3 separate regions of the Hordeum vulgare genome follow, and all the other regions are linked to region 1. The links are chromatin contacts, called in public Hi-C maps. All regions are on one chromosome and are shown on one strand. The core of a region is the stretch at or near the end of the contact, and the rest is flanking DNA. Distances in the headings are between cores, read along the strand shown. Region 1 holds the start of LOC123443352 (WRKY transcription factor 6-like). Region 2 holds the start of LOC123439725 (serine/arginine repetitive matrix protein 1-like). Region 3 holds the start of LOC123443353 (ERI1 exoribonuclease 2-like).

What was found. A called contact is a pair of places that touch in the nucleus more often than the background predicts.
Region 2: a Hi-C map of leaf shows a contact between it and region 1, with 3 times the contacts expected there. The contact joins the promoter of LOC123439725 here to the promoter of LOC123443352 in region 1. A contact is called at or near these places in 2 of 6 Hi-C or Micro-C datasets (leaf and seedling).
Region 3: a contact with region 1 is called in a Hi-C map of leaf, with 7 times the contacts expected there. The contact joins the promoter of LOC123443353 here to the promoter of LOC123443352 in region 1. A contact is called at or near these places in 2 of 6 Hi-C or Micro-C datasets (leaf and seedling) and 1 of 1 datasets of contacts at active chromatin or transcription factors (embryo).

The regions. Positions count from the first base shown.
Region 1 is chr3H:158,250,523-158,253,306 of MorexV3_pseudomolecules_assembly, forward strand. LOC123443352 (WRKY transcription factor 6-like) reads left to right here and starts at 1,350. Exons shown (of 6, transcript XM_045119691.1): 1 at 1,350-1,769; 2 at 1,909-2,010; 3 at 2,138-2,311; 4 at 2,425-2,745. The coding sequence starts at 1,470.
Region 2 is chr3H:159,196,596-159,199,379 of MorexV3_pseudomolecules_assembly, forward strand. LOC123439725 (serine/arginine repetitive matrix protein 1-like) reads left to right here and starts at 1,330. Exons shown (of 1, transcript XM_045116410.1): 1 at 1,330-2,784. The coding sequence starts at 1,438. The coding sequence ends at 2,211.
Region 3 is chr3H:159,143,022-159,145,805 of MorexV3_pseudomolecules_assembly, forward strand. LOC123443353 (ERI1 exoribonuclease 2-like) reads right to left here and starts at 1,331. Exons shown (of 1, transcript XM_045119692.1): 1 at 1-1,331. The coding sequence starts at 1,079. The coding sequence ends at 114.

The DNA of each region.
Region 1 (2,784 bases), core at 100-2,599:
CTTGGACCATTCCCACACCACAGAGAGAGAGAGAGTTTCTTCCAAAAGGCAAGATGCCTACATCCTGCCAATCCCCTACTTGGGCCATGTTTTGATGCAAACCAGACAGCGAGCTAGCACTGTTCCGCTCTTATCCGAAAAAGACGCCCGAAAAAGGAAGAAAAGGAAGTGAAGTACCACTCGCCAAGCCCTGTCAGTGGGACCCGGCAGGTCAAGGGCGTTGACGTTTTTTTCCACGTGGAGCGGGCTGGGCCCCATCGGGAGAGTGGGTTTCGTGGAACAGGGTCCCTGCGCCCATTGACTCCCCTCCGGCTAACCTTCCTCGAACCTGGAGCGAAACGATTATTCAATATTAAATCTCATTAAGAAAGAAGATTAGCGAGCCAGGCCATAAATAAAGATCTCGATCGGCGATTAAGAAAACGGGGGAGATCCGAGTCTGCTGTGCGTGTGGACTCGCGACCCCGTGGCGATGAATCAGGCAGCCTCAGGATCGGCACCAGCTCGTAGTAGGTCTAGACCTGACCTGCTCCGTACCGTTTTTCCATTTTGTTGGGACGAGTAATCTAATGGGAGGAACCTTCTGACCGTGGAAAAACTCTACTATTCCTCGTGCAGTACGTGCTGACCTCAATATTCTTCCTCAATAGCAAAACAGAATTGCTCAACACACAAAAGAGAAAGAGGCCCCGTATTTGTGCAGGACAAAAGAGAAGAGACCCTATACGCATAGTTTTTCTTTTCTTTTCTTTTCTGCAGGAACATAGGAATGGCGAGACATCGATCGACGGTGAGATCTGGAGCCACGCAGGGTTTGGCTAGACCGTCTCGTGCTACCAGCAGGCAGGCAGCAGCTGTGGCCTGGTACTACTTACTCCTCCTCTTAAACATTTCCTGTTTTGCGAAAATATGCGTGTTACTTGTAGGAGCCGGCGACGGCGGCCCGCGGTATGTACAAGGCGATGTTGAAAATCGTTGGACCGACAGGGAAAGTCGCCATTGCAGACCGGAAAAAGGAGTCGCTTTGCGTTGCACGGGGCACGTCCCCGTCGCCCCCATGAATTTCCCGATTTCTTAACGAGCCCGGCTTCTGATCCGTGGAGAAAAGTTGCAAACCCGGGAGGAAAAGCGCAGACAAGCACGAAAATAACATGGAGCTGCCGTCCGTCTCCGCCTCGCCGGAAAGGGCGATCCGGTCCTCGTGGGCCCGGGATCGGGTCGTCGTCCCTCCCGCCACTCCGGCCGCGCCACGTGGGCTCCCGCACTGACGCAGCGCCTGATGTCAGACCCGGGGGCTCCCAGCCAGCTCGGCCTTTTTTAAACGCGCCCCGTCCTACCGGGGAGAGACTTCAGACTCCTCCCTCTTTCGGTCTCTACGACACGTTTCTCTCTCCCCCTCCCTCTCCCCCTCCCCTCGTTCCCTCCCCTCGGCTAGCGTCTCTCTCTTCTCCAAGAGGCTCTCGATTTGCATGGACAAGGGCCACCTCGGTGGTGGCGGAGGAGGAGGAGGGCTGCTCGCTCTGGACGCGTCGCCGCGGCAGCTTGGCTTCTTGAACTTGCTTTCGCCGGCGCCGTTCCTCAGGAACATGGAGGCGGACGACGGCGGTGGCGGCGGCAGGGGCAGGAGGTCTATCGAGGTTGACTTCTTCTCCGACGAGAAGAAGAACATGAAGAAGAGCCGGGCTTCGGCCGGTGCCGACGCGGACGACCAGAAGGATCAGGCCTCCGCCGCCGGACTCGCCATCAAGAAGGAGGACCTCACCATTAACGTACGTCCGCCCGCCCGCCACTGCTTTGCTTCTTCACCCATTCTTATTTCTTACTAAATGGCAAGACTTGCCATAAGGTACCGCTTGTTTTCCTACGGACCGCGATCTAATACTTGCCTTTGGATCGTTGCGCGTTCAGCTCCTTTCCGGGAACAACACGAGGCGCGACCGGTCCATGGTAGTCGACGACGACGGGGCGTCCCGGGCCGATGAGGACAGTAACGGCAGGAACACCGGCGAGGTACGTAGGATCTGTCCATACAATCTCGATCTCGTCGATTAGCGTTGTCGATGGCGAACATGGTGGATCTGGCTGGTGATGTTTGACTCGATCGGTATTAACTTACGCGTGTCGCGTCCTGCTGCAGCTCGCGGCGATGCAGGCCGAGCTGAGCCGCATGAACGACGAGAACCAGCGGCTGCGAGGGATGTTGACCCAGGTCAATAACAGCTACCATGCGCTGCAGATGCATCTCGTCACGCTCATGCAGCAAAGGACCCAGATGCCTCCGGCCCAACCGCAACAGCCTCCGACTCACGAGGTACTATTCTTACTACTTTACTACTACTCCTAACCTAACTAGGGATTGATAATTTGACTTGGCAAGAAATTTATTTACTGATGAATCAATTCCTCTTCTATCGTTCTTATTAGGAGGGCAAGAACGAGAGTGCCATCGTGCCGAGGCAGTTCCTGGGTCTGGGCCCGTCCGGAGCCAGCGCTGAGGTGGCGGAAGAGCCGTCCAACTCGTCCACGGAGGTCGGGAGCCCGCGCCGGTCGTCATCCAACGGAAACGAGGACCCTGAGCGTGGCGACAACCCAGACGGCCCGTCCACCGCGGGGTGGTTGCCCGGACGCGGGATGACCCAGCAGCAGCAGCTGGGAGCGGCGGCCAAGGGCCACGACCAGCAAGCCCAGGAGGCCACCATGAGGAAGGCCCGTGTCTCCGTTCGCGCACGATCAGAAGCCCCGATTGTGAGACTTCTTCTTGTTGTTGTTGATAATTTTCTAGCT
Region 2 (2,784 bases), core at 80-2,579, 950 kb after region 1:
CTTAGAGGGAAGGTCCTCGTAAAGGTCATGTAAGGGTCTGTAGTTTAACATTTTCATTTCTAAAATTCCAATTGGATGCTTTTCGGAACAATAGTTGGCACGTTTATTTTTACGTGGTTGGTGCTATTTCTGATCGGGAAATGTTTCTACCCCATGCGATGGTCGAATCGTTGCGCCGGACGCACGCGGGCCGTCGGATTCTTTCCCATCGCGCGGTAGCACGCATTGCACCCTTCCTCACGTGTCACCAGCTCCCCTTGGTCCATCATCCCTGCTTTTCCCCTCTTTCCATCACCGGTGTTGCAACCGGCAAGCAGCATGGCGAGGGGCGACTAGTAGTGATGGCGAGCGGTGACGACGAGCAACGTTGAGCGACGATGACGAGCGGCGACGACGGTGGATCCCGACAGTGCTTCAATCTCTTCGCCGCTCACGCGGTTTTTGACGAGCCTCCCGTGTCGGATCTCGTCCGCGGGCCGTCATGGAGTCGTCGGCCTTTCCTTCCCATCAGCATGGGGGCAATCCCCTTTCCTGTTTCTCCTCCGACGAACAGGTCGTCGCCTCCCACGTCACCTTCTCAACAAATCCCCCACTCCTTCGCATCGGATGCCACCAGTGTTGGAGACGAAAAGCTATGACAAAGACGACGGTGTTGCAACCGGCGACGAAAAAAGCTTCAACCGGAGATCGAAATTGCTACAACCCGCATTGTCGAAAGCTTCAACCAAAGACGATGGGAATCGAGGGCCACGCACCACGCAACTGCGGAAGCTGCAAACGGTGATGAAAAAAGCTTCAACCGACTAGAAAATAGCTTTAACCGGCGATATAAAAAGCTTCAACCGGCGACAACAAAACACAAAAAAGATGCAATCATTGTGACGCACCGGTAGTTAAGCTATAGTTATCACACGCTAATGATGCCATGTCATCAAGGTTAAGTAAACCAAGTTCCCACTCGATGAAAATCAAGGCCAAATTCAAATTTAAAATAAAGTCAAATAAATTATTTCATCAAAATGTAAAATAAAAATGTTGACTCAGTTGCAAATATTTACTAAAGAAATTTCATGTTGAACCCAACATTATTAGAACCAGAATGTGACCCGTAGGAAATTATAAACTGGTCCATCAACAAATAAAATAGCCTTTCCAAAATAATTAAATATGTATGCATTTCCAATTTTCCCCAAACTTTGTGAGCCGCTGCAAAATATTGTCTTTTATTTATGTGCCAAATTGTATGTTCAACAAAAAGCATTTGGTCCACGAACTGACTACAAAACAGTACCTAAGTAAATAATAAAAAGGATAAAAGAAAATCCTCACTCTGTACTCTAGCCCACTTGCTACACTGCATGTGGCCCAGCCTAACTGGTGTCATCCCCAACCTCCTGCTACAGGGAGGCAGGGGGATCGTGGCACGCATCCACGGCCATGGCCACACCTTCGGGTGCGTGGCGGCCATCCGCCCCCTCCCCGACGCATACAAGACCTTCCTCACGACCCCCTCGACGAACCCTAGCCTCTCCTCCCTCTCCCTCGCGCCGCTGCTCACTCCACGCACATGCCCCGATGCGGCCATCTCCATGGCCAAGCTCTTCCCCGCGGCCATCGTCGTTCCCCGCACCTATGGAGGTGGCTAGCAGCTGCGCCGTCCACGTCTACATCGCCCGCACACAACCATTCAACCGGAGCCACATCGCATCGTCGCCCTGCTTGTCTTCTTCAACCTCGGGACACCGGACGCCTCCGTCAAATTCGTTGCCACCCTGCTCTCCTGCCCCTCATCGAGCCTCCGTGTGCTCCTGTGGTGAGCTCCTCTCCACGTTCCCCCCGTTTTCCCCCTCGAGTCACCGCCGTAGTTACCGTCCCCGAGCCCGTCCATATGTACGTGCGCGCCCGCGTGTGGCCTTGCCGTGGCCTACCGCTGCAGCTGCCCCCACGCTGCTCCCTGGTCGCGCTCAGGCGCTCGCCCGCTGCCCCCGTGTTGGCCGGTACAGCTGCTTGGCACGCGCCTGCGCTAGCTACTGCCGTTCGTTGTTGCTTGCTCTGCTTGCTAGCCGCCGCGCGCCGTCCGCGAGCGCCTCCTTGATACCTGTTGCTCCTCCGCGCCATCCGCACGCACGCGCTCTGTTGCTGTGCTGCTGCCACCCTACCTACTGCATGCAGCTGCGCTGCTGCCTACTGTTGTTGCTATGCTCGTGCTAACTACTTCTGCTTCTAGCTGCTACTCCCTTGCTATGCATCTGCTATTGATGTCTGCTGTGTTGCTGCTCCTATACCACTGTTGCCGATGGAAATGACCATTGTGGCCATATGCCCATGCGTGCACACACAGGGATCGGCTGGTTCTCTCGTGTCTAGATGAGGCCGGCCATGTTAGCTTAGGTTAATTAGTAGGAGTAGTACTTAGGTAAGCTACTAGCAGATGGCACGTCGACACCATTTCTTAGGTTAGTATTTATTTATTTGTTTAGGTATAGCTTATGACATGCGGATCCACTTCTACTATCCACATGTTGACAAGTTAAATATTGACTGGGTCAACTCAGCTCCCTGGCCCCACCTGTCATTGGCTGTGGCTAGCCCACTACTGTGTAATAACAACATTTTTGTTAAAATTTGAATTAATAAATAAATCTAAAATATTGATAAATCTTTGAAAAATCATATAAAATAATCTGTAATCCGGATGAAAATGTTTTGTACATGAAAGTTGATCAGAAAAACGAGACGAACCCGGATACGCTATCCATTCGTTTGTCACGCGTTCCTAGCATA
Region 3 (2,784 bases), core at 81-2,580, 890 kb after region 1:
CAAAGACTATATTCACACCTAGACTAGGCTAGAACGACACTGAATTCTGATGGCTAGGGACGATTAACACTAGCAGCTGAGCGACACTGATTTCTGAATCACAGTCTCATTCTTCAGTTGGTCCAGAGGACTCCCATGGCCGGCGTCCAGTTGCCGTATCCAGATTGCATCGGTCCTGCCACCCCGCAGTGCAGGCGACCAGTTGCCGTATCCAGACTCCCATGGCCGGCGTCCAGTTGCCGTATCCAGACTCCCATGGCCGGAGTCTGCGGCGGCTGCTGCTGCTTCTGCTGGATAGGCGCCGGCAGCAGCGGAAACGAGCCACCGCAAGGGCCTGTGCGAGGCGGCTGCTGCTGGATCGGCGGCGGCGCCAGTGCAGGTGAGCCGCCGCACGGGCTTCTGCGAGGCTGCTGCTTCTGCTGGATCGGCGCCGGCGGCGCCAGCGATCCGGTGATGGTCATCTTCACCCCTCGCCGCATGATCTCAGCAAGCAGCCGCGCCGTGTTGAGCGCATCGTCCAGCCCGCAGTGCAGGCGACCCTCCCAGTCCAGCCCCGCCGCCCGGACCGCCTCCTCCAGGTTCACCCGCCCTCCGCCGCCGAGCGCCGCCTGGAAGGGGACCCTCAGGTTGATCCAGCGATCAAAGTAGGAGGGCTTCTCGATGCCCTTGAAGCGGCACTCGAACTCGAGCATGGTCCGGCAATCCCAGTCACCCCAGGTCACGACGGCCAATTGGACCCTCCTGCTGCTCCCTGCCCCCGCCGTCGCCGCCTTCAGCCAAGCGTCGTGCAGCCAGAGTGCCTCGCCGAGATCCACGCCGCCGTCGACATCCTCCTGCCGGATGCCGGTGAGTTTCCTGCAAAACTGGGTCAGTACAGGGTGGTGTTTAGGACGAACGTACCTGCGAAACGAGGACTCGATGCGGCCGCTGGCGCCGTCGACGAGCACGGCGGGGAACTCAATGATTTCCTGCGGGTAGATCCGCGCGTCTTTCACGCACGTCGCCTCAAAGTCGACCACCACGAAGAAATCGAAATCTTGCTCCAGACCCTGCCCGCGCGCCGCCATGATCGCTGCCATGTTCGCCGGAGTGCGCGCGAACTACAGATCGAGAGTCGAGATCGGGGAAATTTGGGATCGAAAACTAGGGCAGCAGAGATCGGGGAATTTGGGATCGAAAACTAGGGCACAACTGGATGCCGTAGTTCGATCCAGCCGGTATTTCTAATCTAATCCGATGCTTTCCGGAAAACAGTTGGCGCGTTTTTCTTTTTGACATGGTCTTTTTTGGGAGATTTTTTTTGACGTGGTTGACGCTATTTGTAATCTACTCCATCAGTTCTAAATTATAAATCATTCTAAATGTTCAAATAAACTACATATGAAACAAAGTGTGTGAATATATATAATCCTTATTAAAAATCTCTTATCAGGCTTATATTCGAAAGCGAAGTTTGTGATATAAAAAAAAACTATAATGGACAGGAAAGAAAACCGATGATTATAACAGAAGGCTCGTTTGAATCTGTCATCACATTTTTAGTGGTACATTTATTTTCACTATACCCATAAGTGTGGGATGAGGTCGACTACTGGTCGCCCGTCCCGAGGTGGCTTGTTGTGGGAGCCATCCCGGTAGCCAGTTGTGTCTCGCTGACCATGCATCGTCGATCTATGCATCCACAGTTGCTTATGTGAGGCTTGATACGTCTCAAACGTATCTATAATTTTTAATGGTCTCACGCTGTTATCTTGTCAACTTTGGATGTTTTGTTTACCTTTTATATCTTTTTTGTGACTAACTTATTAACTCAGTGTCAAGTGTCAGTTCCTGTTTTTTCTATGTTTTTGACTCTTTTCAGATCTGATTTTGGAATGGAGTCCAAACGGAATAAAGTCCCCGAAATGAATTTTTCCAGAACGGAAGAAGATCGGGAGGCTTGACGGCCAAGCAAGTGGGCCCAGAGGGGGCCCACAAGCCCTGTTGCCGCGGCCAGGGGGAGGCCGCGGCAAACAAGCTTGTGGCCTACCACGCGCTCCCCTGCCCTAGGTCTTTGGCCTATAAATTCCCTAAAAACCCAGAAAAATTAAGGGCGTCCACGAAAATACTTTTCCGCCGCCGCAACCTTCCGTTTCCGCGAGATCTCATCTGGAGACCCTTCCCGGTGCCCTGCCGGAGGGACTTTGGAGTTGGAGGGCTTCTTCATCAACATCATCGCCCTCCAATAACTCGTGAGTAGTTCACTTCAGACCTACGGGTCCGTAGTTAGTAGCTAGATGGCTTGTTCTCTATCTTGGATCTTCAATACAAAGTTCTCCATGATCTTCATGGAGATCTATCCGATGTAATCCTCTTTGGCGGTGTGTTTGTCGAGATCCGATGAATTGTGGATTTGTGATCAGATTATCTATGATATATATTTGAGTCTTTGCTGATTTCTTATTTGCATGATTTGATATCCTTGTAAGTCTCTCCGAGTCTTGGGTTTTGTTTAGCCAACTAGATCTATGATTCTGCAATGGGAGAAGTGCTTGGTTTTGGGTTCTTACCGTGTGGTGACCTTTCCCAGTGACAATAGGGACAGCAAGGCACACATCGTGTAGTTGCCATCAAGGGTAACAAGATGGGCTTTGTCGTAGATATGAGATTGTCCATCTACATCATGTCATCTTGCTTAAGGCGTTACTCTGTTCTTTTGGACTTAATACACTAGATGCATGATGCATAGCGGTCGACATGTCGAGTAATAGTAGTAGATGAAGAAAGTATCGGTCTACTTGTTTT